Linked DNA regions of Mus musculus: all the other regions are linked to region 2. A link is a contact called in public HiChIP or PLAC-seq and promoter capture Hi-C data. All regions are on one chromosome and are shown on one strand. The core of a region is the stretch at or near the end of the contact, and the rest is flanking DNA. Distances in the headings are between cores, read along the strand shown. Region 1 overlaps Snx4 (sorting nexin 4). Region 2 holds the start of Muc13 (mucin 13, epithelial transmembrane). Region 3 has its middle 11 kb from the start of Slc12a8.

Region 1 (4,689 bases), core at 613-3,112, 510 kb before region 2:
ACTGTGCTTGGACATGCATTGTAATGCAAGTGGGGAAAAGTATTTTTCAGTAAATAGAGTGCCTGGAAGCTTGTCATCCGATCTTCTCAGAACCTGAGACAGGTTCACCAGGGCTGGGGTCATATCACATGTTGACTGAAATCCTCCTGAGATGGAATATATTGAATATAAAAGAGCCCACCAACATGACAAATCACATCATGGTGTGAGCATGTTAAAGATCCCAGGAAGCCAGAGCCCGGGGAGAGGGCCCCCTTGCTCAGTTTTTTAACAGTCCATTCTCAGTGTGCATTTGCTGGGGTCCCATAATAATTAAGTCCTTTCAGAGTTATTGTCCCTAGTGATCTTCTTCTTATGAGGCCTCACACACTTTATTGAAAACCAAGATTCTAACACACTAAGCCATAACAGAAACTGTCAAACCATAATAGATTCCTTAATATACTGTAAAATGCTAAGTAAAGAAAGTCACACTGGAGTGACTATTATCTTACTAGTTGGAAGCAAGAACTGAATATTAGAAAGGATTTTAAGTTGATGAGCTGAAATTTCTAGATCTTTCATGACTTTGAAATTCCACACATTAAGTATGAGTTATTGTGAAGTTCTGACAATATCAGTGGGACCATGTGATATCTTCTGATTAACTTGGTTTTTGGAACAGTTCTGAAATTAGGAGGAAGGGCATGAGACATGGAGAGTAACAGCAGGACAAGACATAGGGATGGAAGGCTAAAGGCCCACACGAACATAGGCTTGAAACCATACAGAAAGCCCCTGGGACTTGCCTTTTCCTAAAGCTAGTGTCAGCTGTAGAAGATGGCTCAGATCAGTGGACCCCTTTGCCAAACCTCTGTCTCCAAAACATTGCACTTCATAACAGTAGCAAAATACAGTTATAAAGTAACAGCAACGATAATTTTATTGTTGGAGGTCACCACCACATGGGGAACTGTATTAAAGCGTCACAGCATCAGGAAGGCTGAGAAGCACTGGCTCAGATGTTTAAGGTTGGTGGTGGTGCACACCTTTAATTTCAGCGCTTGGGAGGCAGAGGCAGGTGGATCTTTATGAATTTGAGGCTAGCCTAGTCTACAGAGTGAGTTCCAAGATAGCCAGGGTACACAGAGGGGAAAAAGGAAGAAAGAAATGAAAGGAAAAATAGAAGTGTCACCTTTTGTGTTGGGGAAAGTTCTTTTAGGACTGCTGGGTATGAGTTAAGTACTTAAGTCGAGCAGAGCTCCTTAGGCAGAGCAGGTGGCCTGAGAGCCAAGAAGGGTTGAAACTGGTCTTTGCTGTTCACACCAGGCAAATACTGGAACCTTCTAGGATTTATTTTCTAAAAAGGAGAGTGGTACTTGCCCATCACATTGTGGGTGCTAACGCTTCTTACATGGATGAATGCCTTGTACTGATTAAAGCCCTATAAGGTCATTTTTATTTTGTAAGCTAACACAAAGGAATCAAAACTTTTTCTTGACCATTGTTTGTGCACTGTCCTTTGTGGAAGGTCCTTTTATTCTCATTTTATATAATATGAAACACAATGAAGTTAATAAACTCTAGTACTGCTCAGTAGACAAATACAGGGATCCAGAATGAGACTGTGAGCCTGCCTTAAGAGCCCATGCTCTTAGCCACCTGCAGATATATCTGGACAAAAGATGGGAAGAAAACTGACACTTGCTGAGTCACCCTGGTTGGCACATCAAGTGAGGGAGAACATGCCCTTATCTCCTAAAGATACAATGTAAAGATTTGGAGTACTCTGATGTAGTCTCACAGCTCTACATAACAGCTGCACTCCGGGCTGGGGAGATGACTCAGGGCAGGAGCACTTGTTGCTGTTGTGGAAGACCCAGTAGGTTACCAGCAACCAGACAGTGGCTCATAACCATGTGTAACTCTAGTTCCTCTTCTATACTGTGCAGTATATACATATGTGTATGCAGAATATACATGTGGTGCACAGACATACATATAGGCAGAACACATACATATAAATAAATCTTTTCAAGAAACAACTGAACTCATACTTGTTTAGCATATTTCTGTTTCCTATTGCACTCTCTTGCTTCTTCTCCAGATGGAATCACATTTTAATATAACCTTGCTAGTATTCTAAAAACACAAGTTTACTCTGCTAGCATTTTAAAGATGTAAATTATAGTTATTGACATCATATAAGTATTTTATAATTGTTTGTAAATATGGTAATATTTGCAGCTCAATCGGAGAGGGCGGCAGGAGAGGATCATGCACAGCTCCTTTGGAAACCATTTCTATCAGGAGTCTTTTTTTTTTTTGAGGCAGGGTCTCACTATGGAGACTAAGCTGGCCTAGGGCTCAGTCTGTAGAGTAACTAGGCTGTCTTTGAACTCACAGAGATGCACTTGCCTCTGCCCCTCTAATGCTGGAATTAGAGGTGTGTGCCACCAGGCTCAGCTAGGAGTTTTAAGTCTCAGAATCTCTGAAATATGTTGGGAGACTTAGAGGAGAAAAAACTGTGTGTGTCCGCCATCTAATGGCACGTCACATTTTCTTTTCCATTGTCTCCTCTTCCCCTTCAGAAAGGTTATCTGCATTTTAGCTCCAGCTACAAGAACTTAAGACTCTGATTTAATACAGCTGTTGGATGTGTTGCTAAAGCTAGTGCTAACATGCTGGGCAGACTCCTGCTTCTCTTGCTATCAGAACTGTAGAAGGGGTAATTAGCAACTGATAAAAAGTACTGGGAACACCAAGTAAATACATGGTGTATTTGTGTTTGATGGGCTCTTGGAGATTATTTTCTTGGTTTATTATACTAAGCATGATTTTCTTCATCTCAAAATGAATATGAATTTTTTAAAAAAGTAATCTATATATGATTTCAACCTAATACTAATTTCTGTTAAATATTTCAGAGAGTAGCAGATCGACTCTATGGTGTATATAAAGTACATGGGAATTATGGGAGAGTTTTTAGGTAAGTATCATATGAGTATAAACATTTAGCTCCAATTAGCTTTTTGGCTTAAAAAAAGTATTTTAAAGCTTTTATAGTGTATGAGTTGTTAGAATATATATCTAACTTTGTGTGGTCGGGTGCACATGTTGGGAGGTGTGCACATGTTGAGAGGTGTGCACGTGTGTAGAAGCCAGAGGTTCCCACTGGATATCTTCTGATCACTCTCTACCTCATCATTGAGGGAGGTTCTCTTACGTAATCTAGAGCACACCGGTTTGGATTAGTCTAGCTAGCCAGCTTTCACTGGGAATCCTCTTTTCCTCCCTCCCAAGTGCTGGGGTCACAGACAGGCTGTCATAGTGAATGTGTGCTAGCTGTCCACACTCTGGTCCTTGGGCTTACATTTCCCTAGACTCCTGATGCTTTGAGAACCCTGTAGCTATGGCTGGCCTGGAACCTCTTATATTGTAGCTCAGGCTTATCTCAGGCTTAAAACAATTCCCCTATCTCTGACTCGAAGTGTTGAGATTTACAGCCATGTTTTATTGTGCCTGACAGAACAGTATTCAATGATGTCCTGAAGCAACAGCTTTCACTTTTCAAATAAATATTTTTATTTTAAAGGCATCTGTAAACAAAAAAGTGGGGAGGAAATTCTGTATACTGGGTGAGATTCCTGACTGGAGGGGCACAAGGCCTTTTACTTTCTCTGTTGATTGTCTGGGGAGAGTCACTAGAAACTGCTACCTAATAGAATTGGATACTTTCTCTTTCTTTTACTTTATTATTTTATAATATATGAAGACTTTGGCAAGAGGAGTGTTTCAGTGGTTAGCGTAAAGGCTGGAGGTGTAGCTCAGGGGTAGGACAGTTGTCTAGTTGTCTGAGGCCCTGGGCTCCGTCCTCAGTACCAAACTCAGGAGTATATGGATATATATGTGTATGACTTTCCTATCTTGGTTACTTAAATCATCTTTAATACTTTTTAATTTATTTTATATTGGGGTGTTTTGCTGTGTATGTACATGTGTACCGCCTGTGTGCCTCGTGCCTATGGAGACTAGAAGTTCCTCTGGAACTAGGGTTTGTGGCCTTCATGTGGGTGCTGGGACTCATCCCTAGGTCATTAGAGACATGATCTTACTGTGTAGCCCTGGCTGGCCTGGAACTCACTATGTACCCCAGGCTGGCCTTCAATTTTTCCTGTAGTCAGAGATGACTTTGAACTTCAGCCTTTCTAGTGCTAGGACTACAGGATGTGCTCCCACATTAGTTAGGATGGTACTGAGAATCACACTTGGGGTTTGGAGCAAGATAGGCAGGTATTCTACCAACTGAGATACTCCCTAGCTCTGCGTGCTTATGTTCTTACCTTTAATTATTAAAATTTAAGGAAAACCAATGGACTTGCATCACAGACAGTAAATCCAAATATGAGTCCTAGCTAGAAAAGGATCTTGTGACCCATTCCATTGAATAATATTCCATAGAGCTAGTTCATGGTATTTTTGTTCTTTCTTTCTTTTCTTCTAGTGAATGGAGTGCCATCGAAAAAGAAATGGGGGATGGGCTGCAGAGTGCTGGGCATCACATGGACGTGTGAGTACCTGGGGCTAAGAGCTGGGCCTGCTCGGGGTGGGGACTGCTTGCCCTCTGATCTCTGTCAAGTTTTATAGAAACATTTTGCATATATAGATAGAACTTGTTCTTCTCAGGAATGCAAGGTTAGTTAATACATG
Region 2 (5,081 bases), core at 463-2,962:
GAGACCCTGGGGACAATAGGAGCTTCTGAGCATTAATATGATTTTTAGATTGAGAACAGAGTTAAGGGTCAGGTTAAAGGACGTGGGGATGGTTGGTGTATCTTCCTCTGGGTGGGGCTGGATCTCAGGAAAGGACTGGATTAAGCAAGCCTTATCAGGTGACAGAGCTGGCTCCTGAGATGGTGGGAGCTCTAGGGTGGGAGAACAAAGGGTTGAGGCAGTGATGCGTGAGCACACATTGAACCCCCAGGTGACAGGGGATAATGACTAAAGGACCCTTTGTGCCAACTCCCATTGAGGAGGACTTCACTCTATTCCCCTAAGTTTTCAGACAGACAGCTCTTCTGAGATCAGTGTCCTGCTTCGGTGACTGACAAGCCCCTCTGGAGAAAGTCTTAGGAGAAGGGGCGCTGGTATGCCTTGTTTCTTCTCTAGAAAGCCCTGTCTCTACCCAGGGCCGTGGACAGAAGGCAGAGCTGAGCGCAGAATGATCGACCAGTAACAATGGGCCTGCTTTGCCAGGAGGAAGCAGCCTTCCTTCTCTTTGTGGGCCTCAACAAAGCTGTCACCCCCACCTCCCTTCTTCCCTTCCCTTTTTTTTAATAGAGAGGAAGGAATGCTTTTAAAAAGTGACTATGATGCCATTCACATGGTGATTGTTCTGTTGCTGTTTGTTTGATTTTATTGTTTTGTTTTGTTTTTTAAAGACAGTCTTAACTAGGCAACCCTGGCCGGCCTGGAACTCTCTCTGTAGAGTAGGCTGGCCTTGAACTCACAGAGATCTGTCTGTCTCTTCTGCTTCCCAAGTTTTCTCTTTGCTTGTGGAATTTCAAATTGGCCTCTGTTAAAATTGGACCCACGACAGACGGTGGGCCAAGGTGGTTATGGGAAAGGGAGCCTACCGTCAATAACCTTCAAGCCTGCTTCTAATAGGAGCATGACAACTGGGGTCTATGTCCAGTTAAAGTGATATGTGAGATGGAGGGAAGCTTGGAAACGTTAGCTCTAGAAGTTTCTAGAAGTGACCATTAGGAAAAGCCCAGTGTGGGAGTCCACAGCAAAAGATGACACAAGTCAAGTCATAAATAGTTGGAGAAAACATGAAAGGACTTTTCAGGTATTCTTGGAACAGCAGGTAGAGAAAATAGAATTCTTTGCAGTCAAATGGTGGGGAGTTGGGGAGGGGAGGGCCCAGAAGATGACTCAGAGTTAAAGGCATCTGCCACTAAGCCTGATGACCTGAATTCCATCCCATGATCCCACATGGTGAAGGGTCAAGAATCAACCCTTCCCACCATCCTCTGGCAGCTACATGAGCACTGTGGTGTGCACACACAAAATAAGAAGGGGTCAGAGGTAAGGCAATCATCGTTCTCGGCTAGATTACTGAGTGTTTAGAGAGACAGTAGTAGGCTCTGGGGAGGCGATAGGTCTACCATTCCCAAGATATAGAGAGATTAGCTGAATACACTCACCTTTGACCTTGCAAGGATTTCTAAAGAGAACTCAGACTTCTACAGTTGTCCTGGACTTTGAGTCAAGGATATCAACCTGAAGCTGGGCTCAAGTGACCTGACTCTGAGGTTGGAAGCAGCCCATGCTGTACGACCAGAGACCAGATCCTGACCACGAATTGCCTTTGCCTCTATCAGTTAATGAGTGGACTTCGGACTTGAAAGACAGTTAAAACTCCAGGCAGCGAAGGAGAGGACACATTTCCTCCTTGGATTATCAAGCAAGAGCAGCTACCATGAAAGGCTTCCTGCTTCTCTCTCTCAGTCTCCTTTTGGTGACCGTGGGTAAGAAACTCCTTTTTTGTTATTTTGTGGTTGCTTCTGTAACTTGATAAGTTGAATTGGTATCGTAGTCTCTGAAACAGAAACAGCAGGCTTGATCCTACAACTTTTTAAAGTGGCTGCTAGTCTTGACTTGGGGCCATTTCTTGACTAGCTCAGCTCGGAGATGCTGACATTTTCATCTGTGACCCCCAAGACAGCAGAGGCAAAAGAAGTCTATGGCTGACATTGGGACACAGCAGGGCAGAGGTTTGTCTGAAGTTGGATAAAGATGACTCAGTCGTGCAAGGATGAGGTTAGCAAGCTGGATCTAGATCTGTTCCTGTGATCATCAGAGAGTCAGACCTGGAGGGGTCGGGGATATGTCTGTTTTCACCAACACTTGAAACTGGGGATCTCTGGCCAAAAAGAGCAATCCCAGTGGGGGTTAGAGCCCCTACAGGTGTTCTTCTTCTGGACTAGGGAGAGTTTATCTGGGTTTGAGTAGGTAAGGAATTTGTCCCCCACCCCACCCCATTCTGAGAGAAATCCAGATCTAGACGTCAAATGCAAGAAAGGAATAAGGCATTGGAGGCAGTGGAAGGGGGAAGAGAAATTGAGTTCAATGTAAAGGACCACTTGACTTGCTTTGTTTGGGGGATGGAATCTCGTGCTACCAAGGTTAAACTGAACTCTCCATACAGTAGATGAACTTCTGATCCAACTGCCTTGGAGTGCTGGGTTATAGGTATGAGCCAACATACATGGCAAGATAGGAGCTTTTGAAACCTCTTACTACATTTAATTACCATACATGTGGAGGACATCGGACAACTCCCAGAAAGTGGTTTCTCTCCTCCCACCCCCTGAGTGAGATTGAACACAGCCGGCCAGCCTTGGCAGCAGGCTTCTTTTCTTTCTTTCTTTTTTTTCTTCTTAATTTTTTTATTATTTAAATGCATTTTATACATCAAACACATTAATAATATTGAGTATTTTGAGAATCAAATAACATTAAAAATGTGTTCAACTTTTATATTCATATCCTTTCATACCCTAAAAATATCATTAATGGATATTTAATACTATCCATAAGCAAACTTCTTTCTTTATTCCCTGGACCAATATTTTTTTTTTGATCTGCTTTTAAGATTGGGGGAGAAGAGCTGTCCTAAGAGGAGGGTAGGCCTCACCAGATCTCCTCTGCCAAGCCTGGGTGCTGTGGCCAAGTCTTCAGGTCCCAATTAGAACTGATAAGATCTACGTGATTTTCTGGAGTCACCATGAAGAAGAAATGCCTTCTGTAAGACATAAGGGTACTGAGAAGGGAATCCTTTGCTGGGAAGGCTTGGGGAAATGGCTAGAGGTTAGAGAATTCGTAGTCATGGATCTCAAGGTACCTTAGAGGTGTAGAAAGGAGACTTGGGCCAGAGAATTCCCCCAGCAGGGTACAGGAGCAGGCTCCACACTTCAGAGCTTGGTAGGCAGGGATCCAAATACAGTGTAGTCGGTTACTAGCTGTGGTTTCTCCTTCCGTAATAACAGAGGAGACAGCCCACAGCAGGAAGCTTAGGCTCACAGCACTGTATCTGCCATCGGATCCAATATTTAAACATTTGTGTTTGCTCTTGCTTGCGTATGTTCCATGTCGGTCTCAGCAGTTGAGGACAGGAGGTGGATCTTATACACCTTCCACCTGTCTCACCCAGAAATGTCATAAGGACTTCCTGAACAATGAGGACATGCTCAGATGACATCTTAAGCCCCCTCAGGATCCATTTGCCAGCGTTTTGCTTCCCCTGAGCACTAGGGCTCCTCTTTCCCATGGCATCTAGTGAGAGCCAGCATCTCTTACTATTGAGGACTTCTGTCTGTCAGAAGCATTTTAGTATGGCTCTCAGCTAGCATTGGGTACCATGTGCTCTGGGCAGATGGTGGTCCTAGAGTGTTCTCCAGAAAAGAACCCATAAAAAGAACTTTTTTTTCTCATTTAAGTCAATAGTTGGCACCCTATAGTTGATCTATAGCTGTAGGGTTATTACTGTGGTGTGGGTTAGAAAGCAGCTCTCAGATCTGAGGAAACAGAAAGATGGAAGCTGGGGCTGGAGAGATGCCTCAGTAGCTAAGAGTGTTTATAGTTCTTGTAGAGGACCGGGGCTCACCTCTCAACTGGAACTCCAGTTGTATAGGATCCAATAGCCTCTTCTGACTTCCATAGGCTCATGCATGCCTCTCCACAGACCTCTGACAAAGTTGTAGTTCAAACAGTGCCATGGACAAATCATCTCAACCAATGCCCACGGGCTCTTCACAGGTGGCATTTGTGTCTGTCTCACAGGGTCACATCAGGTATAGGGTAAGCCCTTGATAAATGAGAAAGTCCCAGGAGATGTGAGGCAGTGGGCCACGTGACTGTGGTCAGCTAGTGACGATTTTCTTGGTGATGGAAAAACAATTGCTTATCTCTTTGTCTCTTCTAGTTACTAGTAGCCAAGCCCTGTCCAAGGTGAAGAACTGGGCCTTGCCTGGAGCATCTTATGGTCCCTGGGGGAATCATAGTGAACATTAGCATCCTATATCATAGGGCTTATGAATGGCTTCCTCTCTACAAAGGTTTTCATTTAATAATTTGTATAATCTGTTGTCAATGTCAGAGTTCTTAGAGACAAGAGGAGTCCCAAGAAATGGGTCACTAAGTGGGCGACTAAAAGGTAGTCTTCCAAGCTTCCTAGAGAGTTCTAGGAAAGCGGTAAATACAGCTTTGATGTCTATCACAGTCTTTAGGACATGGACCATTTATTTGTCTTATTATCTCAAAGCAGATGTATCTAGAGAAATGTGTACCAGGAAACAACAACAATAACAACACAAACAAACAAACACACTGGTCCAGCACTCAGAAAGATTGGGAATTTCAGGCCAACTACACTGCATAGCAAGACCTGTCTCAAAAAAACCAAACCAAAATGTGGAAGAACTATAATCAGCACTCGGTGAAGTGTCCAGCAACAAGAGGCTCAGGACATCCTTTGCTATCTATCAAGTTCAAAGCTAGCCTGAGCTACAGGAGACTATCTCAATTTACAAAAGAAGATATCTTTTTTTTTACTCACTTTGTAGACCAGGCTAGCCTCGAACTCAGAAATCCGCCTGCCTCTGCCTCCCAAGTGCTGGGATTACAGGCGTGCGCCACCACTGCCTGGCTTAGTGAGTTGTTTCTACGAGATTATTCTCTCTTTTTTTTTTTTTAAGATTTATTTATTTATTATATGTAAGTACACTGTAGCTGTCTTCAGACACTCCAGA
Region 3 (4,832 bases), core at 2,234-4,733, 290 kb before region 2:
AGCATCTTAATCTGAAAGCATTGTGGTATCAGCAACAGATTACATGTCACAGTGTTGTACTTGGTATGGTTAAGGCAAACCCTGAGTGTAAGGATGTGTTGGTACTGTGCTGCACACTTGAGGTTGAATTCCTCAATAAGTAGGTAAGTGGCAAAGCATGGCTATTCTCTGCTTCAGCGTGGGTTCCTAAGACAGGTGCAATTTAAATACACCAGCTCCAGAAAATAGAAGTATGTGAAGACCATTACAGAGGAAATAGAGAACATTGTCAAAAGCTACCCCCAACGGAAGCGATCAGTATTCAAGGCCTGGAGTGTGTGACTGGGGAAGTCTGCTGGAGGTACTGGCCTGTCATGTCAGGCTTGGGTAGTCCATGCTCTGTGGATTTACACACAGGGGTGAAGCTAACCCGAGGATCACCTCTTACTACTAGGACAATGGAAGCTGGTGATGGAAATGTTTTCCCCGCAGGAGCTACAGAGGCAAGGCTGGTGGGCACATCCTCCATGGATAAGTGTTAGCATGTTGACTGTTGTGATCTCACACACTGATGCAGGTTTCCTTCCAGACTACAGCTGTGCCCTGCGCATCCCCATTTTCTCCAAGGTCTTTGAGCATCTGTAAACTCAAACCTCCGGTGTAATCTCCCTTTGTCTGTGGGAGGTGTAATACCATCACATAAGCAGCTTCTGCCAGTGACAGAATGAGACTTGGGACAATTGCTGGAGCACAGAACAAAAATGGCAGGCAGAGATCACAACAGTGAAGAGGGAGGGCAATTATGGGCCTCTCACATGTCCGGGAGAACTGAATGTACTCAGCTGGCCCACTTGGTTTTAGAGCAGGTGTTGGTGGTGCTCAAAGCATGAAGGGAATACAGAGTTGGTAACTAAGAAGTGCATTCTTTAGGAAAGACTTCCAACAGCAAGAACAGTGATGGTGAGTGATGGCTTTAAATGAGCCAGCCTCATGTGGTTCTCATTGAGGACTGTGCTGAGACTTGACATACAAACACATCACTATTAAGCCTCAACCCTTTCTTATTCATCCCCAAGATCTAAATAAAAGTCCCACAGTCTTTGCAAATTCTTAAAATTTCAATCCCTTTACAATATCCAATCTCTTTTAAAATTCAAAGTCTTTACAATTAAAAGTCTCTTGACTGTGGGCGCCACTAAAAAAACCTTCCTCGGAGAGGGGAAAATGTCAGGGCACAGTCACAATCAAAAGCAAAATCAAACTCCATCTGTCCAATGTCTGGGATCCACTCACGACTTTCTGAGCTCCTCCAAGGGCTTGGGTCACTTCTCCAGCTCTGCCCTTTGTAGCACACACCTTGTCTTCTAGGCTCCAGATGCCTGTACTCCACTGCTGCTGCTGTTCTTGGTGGTCATTCATGGTACTGGCATCTCCAAAACGCTGCCGTCTTCCGCTATAACTAGGCTTCACCAATAACTTCTCATAGGCTCTCTTCATGGTGCCAAGCCTTAAATCCTTTGCATGATCCCTTCAGTCCTGGGACATCTACTGCAACTGAGGCTGCACCTTCACCATTGGCCATGGCCTCTCACAGTGCCGAGCCTCCGCTTCTCTTCATGACCACTTCATGCCTTCAAAACCAGTACCACCTAGGTGACTCTTATACATTACCAGGTCCTGCTGCAACACAAGGTACAACCTTGGCTATCTCTGGACATAGCCTCTTTGAGCTCTCATAAAACACTTCCCAGAAGATTTCACGTCAGTGATGCTGGTCTCTTCTTAATCACCGCTAATTTCTTAGCTCCAGCTAACCAGCATCAATAGTCCCAGCAAAGTTTTTGCTTTAGTAGTTCTGGTATCTTGTTAATCACAGCTGATTCTTCAGCCACAGCTAACCAGAAACACAGAATCTTCACAATCAAAACAGCAATGGCCTTGGTAAGAGTCTTCAATCTTCCCTCTGAAATTTCACAAGCCAAGCCTCCATCTTCTGCACTGTTCCTTCCACAGTTCTCCCCAAAACATAGTCAAGTTGTCACAGGAATATCCCACTATCCTGTTACCTATAAAACATCATGACCAAAAAGCAAGCCAGTAACTCCCCTCCATGCCCTCTGCATCAGCTCCTGCTTCCTGACCTACTTGAGTTCCAGTCCTGACTTCCTTTGGTGATGAACAGCAGTGTGGAAGTGTAAGCTGAGTAAACCCTTTCCTCCCCAACTTGCTTCTTGTAGCAACATAGAAGAAACAAGCAGAAAGACTATAAAAGTAGGGGAATAAGTAAATAAGAGTGGACATCTGAAATTTCTCACATCTGTTTGGAAGTGGATTTTTTTTCTTTTTTCTAATTTTTAAGTTGATTCATCATTTAACTCCCACCCCACCCTTGCTACTCCTTTGTTTTCATCTTGTGGCTCCGCCCTACATGTCCCAGGAACATGCTAAAGAGCTGAGGTAAGCTATAGGATGCCCTGCCTCATTAAGGTTATTTGTGTGTTTTTAAGTAATGGTAGTTCAAAAGAAAAAAAAAAATGCAACTATTAACCTCTCCCTGAGCGAAGATCAGGGACCCATGGGTTAATTTGTAAGCTTCTCAGAGGTGTTTAGTTCATAGCCTCACTCAAGCTGCCTCCCATAAACACCGGTGTGTAAGTGGTGAGTACACATTTTGCATGGTAGAGAAGGTATTAAAGGTGCTGTTTGAATTCATCCAAAGTGGCATTTCGATGAGGCCATGATTAGGTAGGAAAAAAATGCTAGAATTCAGCACGTGATGCAAGCTTCGTGATGCAAGCTTCTAAACAGGATTCCCCAAAGGACATGCTAGAGTCAGCTAGATGTGGAATATACCTGTAATCCCAGCATTCTTGATGCTGCTGCTGCTAGTGATTTTGAGTTCAAGGCCAGCCTGAACTTCACAGAGAGAAAACAAAGATTCAGAGGTTACTGGGAAAGTAAGGCTCTTCTTAAAACATGTTGGGCCTGTTTCCCAAACCTTGGTGTGAAAAGGGACAGAGCGTCAGGCCAGGTCAAACCATGCTCCAGCTGAGCAGAACATCATTAGAATAGAGAGAGGTGAGAGCAGGAGGGCCAGGCCTCCATCTATGGTCCATTGGCCCCGGCCCTTTCCCAGATGCAAGGGGACAAAGGAAGAAGCAAACCCCCTGGCTCCTAGGTAGAAACAACTTTGCTCCATGCTGGATTTGGTTCAATGTGCTTTGTATCCTATAATCAGTCAGAATGTCAGCTTATAGTGGGGGCAGTCTTGTGAATGCTACTTTAATCCTTTGAAATCCTCCTTCCCTTTACCACAACCATAGCCCAGGCCAACCCAGACTTATCTGGGTTACTGCCAGTTTCTGCATACCCACACTTGTCGACTCTAGTCCTTGCTCTAGATGGAAGCCTTTCCGAAGTTTCTCAGCTGAGTCCGGACTGGCTGTGCCCCTTACCTTAGTCCTACAGTTGTCTGCTGCCTGGTACCACCCTCCCTGAGGAAGGCTTGTTGCGGCTAGCCCTGGGGCTAATTATATTTGGTGTTAATTCCATTCTCTTGTAAGTGGCTGTGGTCAAGGAATGAGTCAGCACTCAGGTGATTTCCTGTAAACCTGCTTCCCACCTTAATTTGTAAAATAAAGAAGAGATGGTGATTGGGCAGAGAAAGGGGAAAAAGAAAGGAGAGGAGAGGGGGAAAGGGAAAGTGAGAGAGGAAAGAAGGAGAAAAAGGAAGAGGGAGAGGACACAGAGGAGGTGGAAGAAGAAGAAAAGTGGAGCACATAGCCTGGAGAAACCGCAAGTTTTAAGGGGTCTCATAGATGTGGAAGATGATAGTGTAGTGGTAGATCTGCCCAATCTAGGTGCACAGCACGTATTCATATTGATTGTGTTGTTTTTTCATTGCCAGGGCATATTTGGGATGGAGAGTTTTACTGGAACAAAATGGCACCCAACATTATTGATTTGAATTCAACTAACCTGAGATAAATAGGGAATATTAGTTACTGACTCCAAGTAGAGACAGCAGTGATAATGGCCTGCTCTGAACAGGTATTAATTAGTAAATGTCTGTGGCTCCAGGTAGAGAGCACGGCAGACAGGATGGCTGCTCCAGGCAGAGAGCTTATTAATTATAAGCTATCTGCTTCCTATAGGCAGATATTAGTGGAAGTTTGAATTAATTGCTTTAAAGATGGTATAAAGATATACTGCTCTAATAATTCTTAAAGTATACTCATATTCTGTCTAACGTGGGCTCCATGTGAATTTTGGGTTTAAATCCTGGTTTGTCAAGCTGCCTCTTAGAAGCAGGTATGGAAAGGAAAAGAAAGGAAAGGAGAGGAGAGGGAAGGGGAGGGGAGGGGAGGGGAGAGGGGAGGGGAGGGGAAGGGAGGGGAGGGGGAGAGGGGAAAAGGAAAGGGAAGGGGAGAGGGGAAAAGGAAAGGGAAGAGGAGAGGGGAAAAGGAAAGGGAAGAGGAGAGGGGAAAAGGAAAGGAAAGAGAAGAGGGGAAAAGGAAAGGAAAGAGGAGAGGGGGAAAGGAAAGGAGAGGAAAATAGAAGTGTGAATCAATTGTTTTAAAGATGGTATAATAAAGTCTGCAGGAGACTCATATTCTGTCTAACATGTGCTCCACAGGAATTATGGGGTAATATCCTGACATGACGAATTAGAAAGGCCTAAGTAGGCTAAAATGTGTGTGATTTTGAGTAATGTGGTTGTTTTATTGTTCCTCTGGGACAGAGGGCAAGCTACATGTTTTCCTGGTTACTGGCTGAAGGATATGCTGATTTGGGGAAAAGGTTCTGTCTTTGTGTTTTTGGAAAAGGTGATCGAGGTATTTACACATTCCAGA

What was found. Promoter capture Hi-C pulls out the DNA fragments that hold promoters and counts their contacts. HiChIP or PLAC-seq counts read pairs in DNA pulled down with a chosen protein or histone mark.
Region 1: a contact with region 2 is called in an H3K27ac HiChIP or PLAC-seq map of T-cell acute lymphoblastic leukemia, with 4 times the contacts expected there. The contact joins the enhancer-like site here to the promoter of Muc13 in region 2. A contact is called at or near these places in 13 of 39 promoter capture datasets (the 3T3-L1 cell line, the C10 cell line, the HPC-7 cell line and 8 more), 2 of 115 datasets of contacts at active chromatin or transcription factors (T-cell acute lymphoblastic leukemia and large pre-B cells) and 3 of 9 other capture datasets (adipose tissue, macrophages and pancreatic islet).
Region 3: a contact with region 2 is called in a promoter capture Hi-C map of embryonic stem cells, with 4 times the contacts expected there. The contact joins the enhancer-like site here to the promoter of Muc13 in region 2. A contact is called at or near these places in 17 of 39 promoter capture datasets (the 3T3-L1 cell line, 3T3-L1-derived adipocytes, the C10 cell line and 9 more), 1 of 15 datasets of contacts at CTCF or cohesin (large pre-B cells) and 4 of 9 other capture datasets (adipose tissue, liver, macrophages and 1 more).

The regions. Positions count from the first base shown.
Region 1 is chr16:33,281,504-33,286,192 of GRCm38.p6, forward strand. Snx4 (sorting nexin 4) reads left to right here. Exons shown (of 14, transcript NM_080557.2): 8 at 2,907-2,968; 9 at 4,484-4,549. Among named protein-coding and RNA genes, the nearest start is that of Snx4, 32 kb to the left of the region's middle. Within about 2 kb of position 1,863, at least 14 of the 459 cell types and tissues checked have an H3K27ac peak or open chromatin away from gene starts, as enhancers often do. A contact at or near this core is called in T-cell acute lymphoblastic leukemia, where this site is marked.
Region 2 is chr16:33,792,777-33,797,857 of GRCm38.p6, forward strand. Muc13 (mucin 13, epithelial transmembrane) reads left to right here and starts at 1,713. Exons shown (of 12, transcript NM_001382834.1): 1 at 1,713-1,799. The coding sequence starts at 1,751. It overlaps Gm15658 (a long non-coding RNA gene), which reads right to left and starts at 3,363. Exons shown (of 3, transcript XR_003951910.1): 1 at 2,969-3,363; 2 at 1,476-1,870.
Region 3 is chr16:33,504,763-33,509,594 of GRCm38.p6, forward strand. No RefSeq gene overlaps it. Among named protein-coding and RNA genes, the nearest start is that of Slc12a8, 11 kb to the right of the region's middle. Within about 2 kb of position 3,484, at least 5 of the 459 cell types and tissues checked have an H3K27ac peak or open chromatin away from gene starts, as enhancers often do. A contact at or near this core is called in embryonic stem cells, where this site is marked.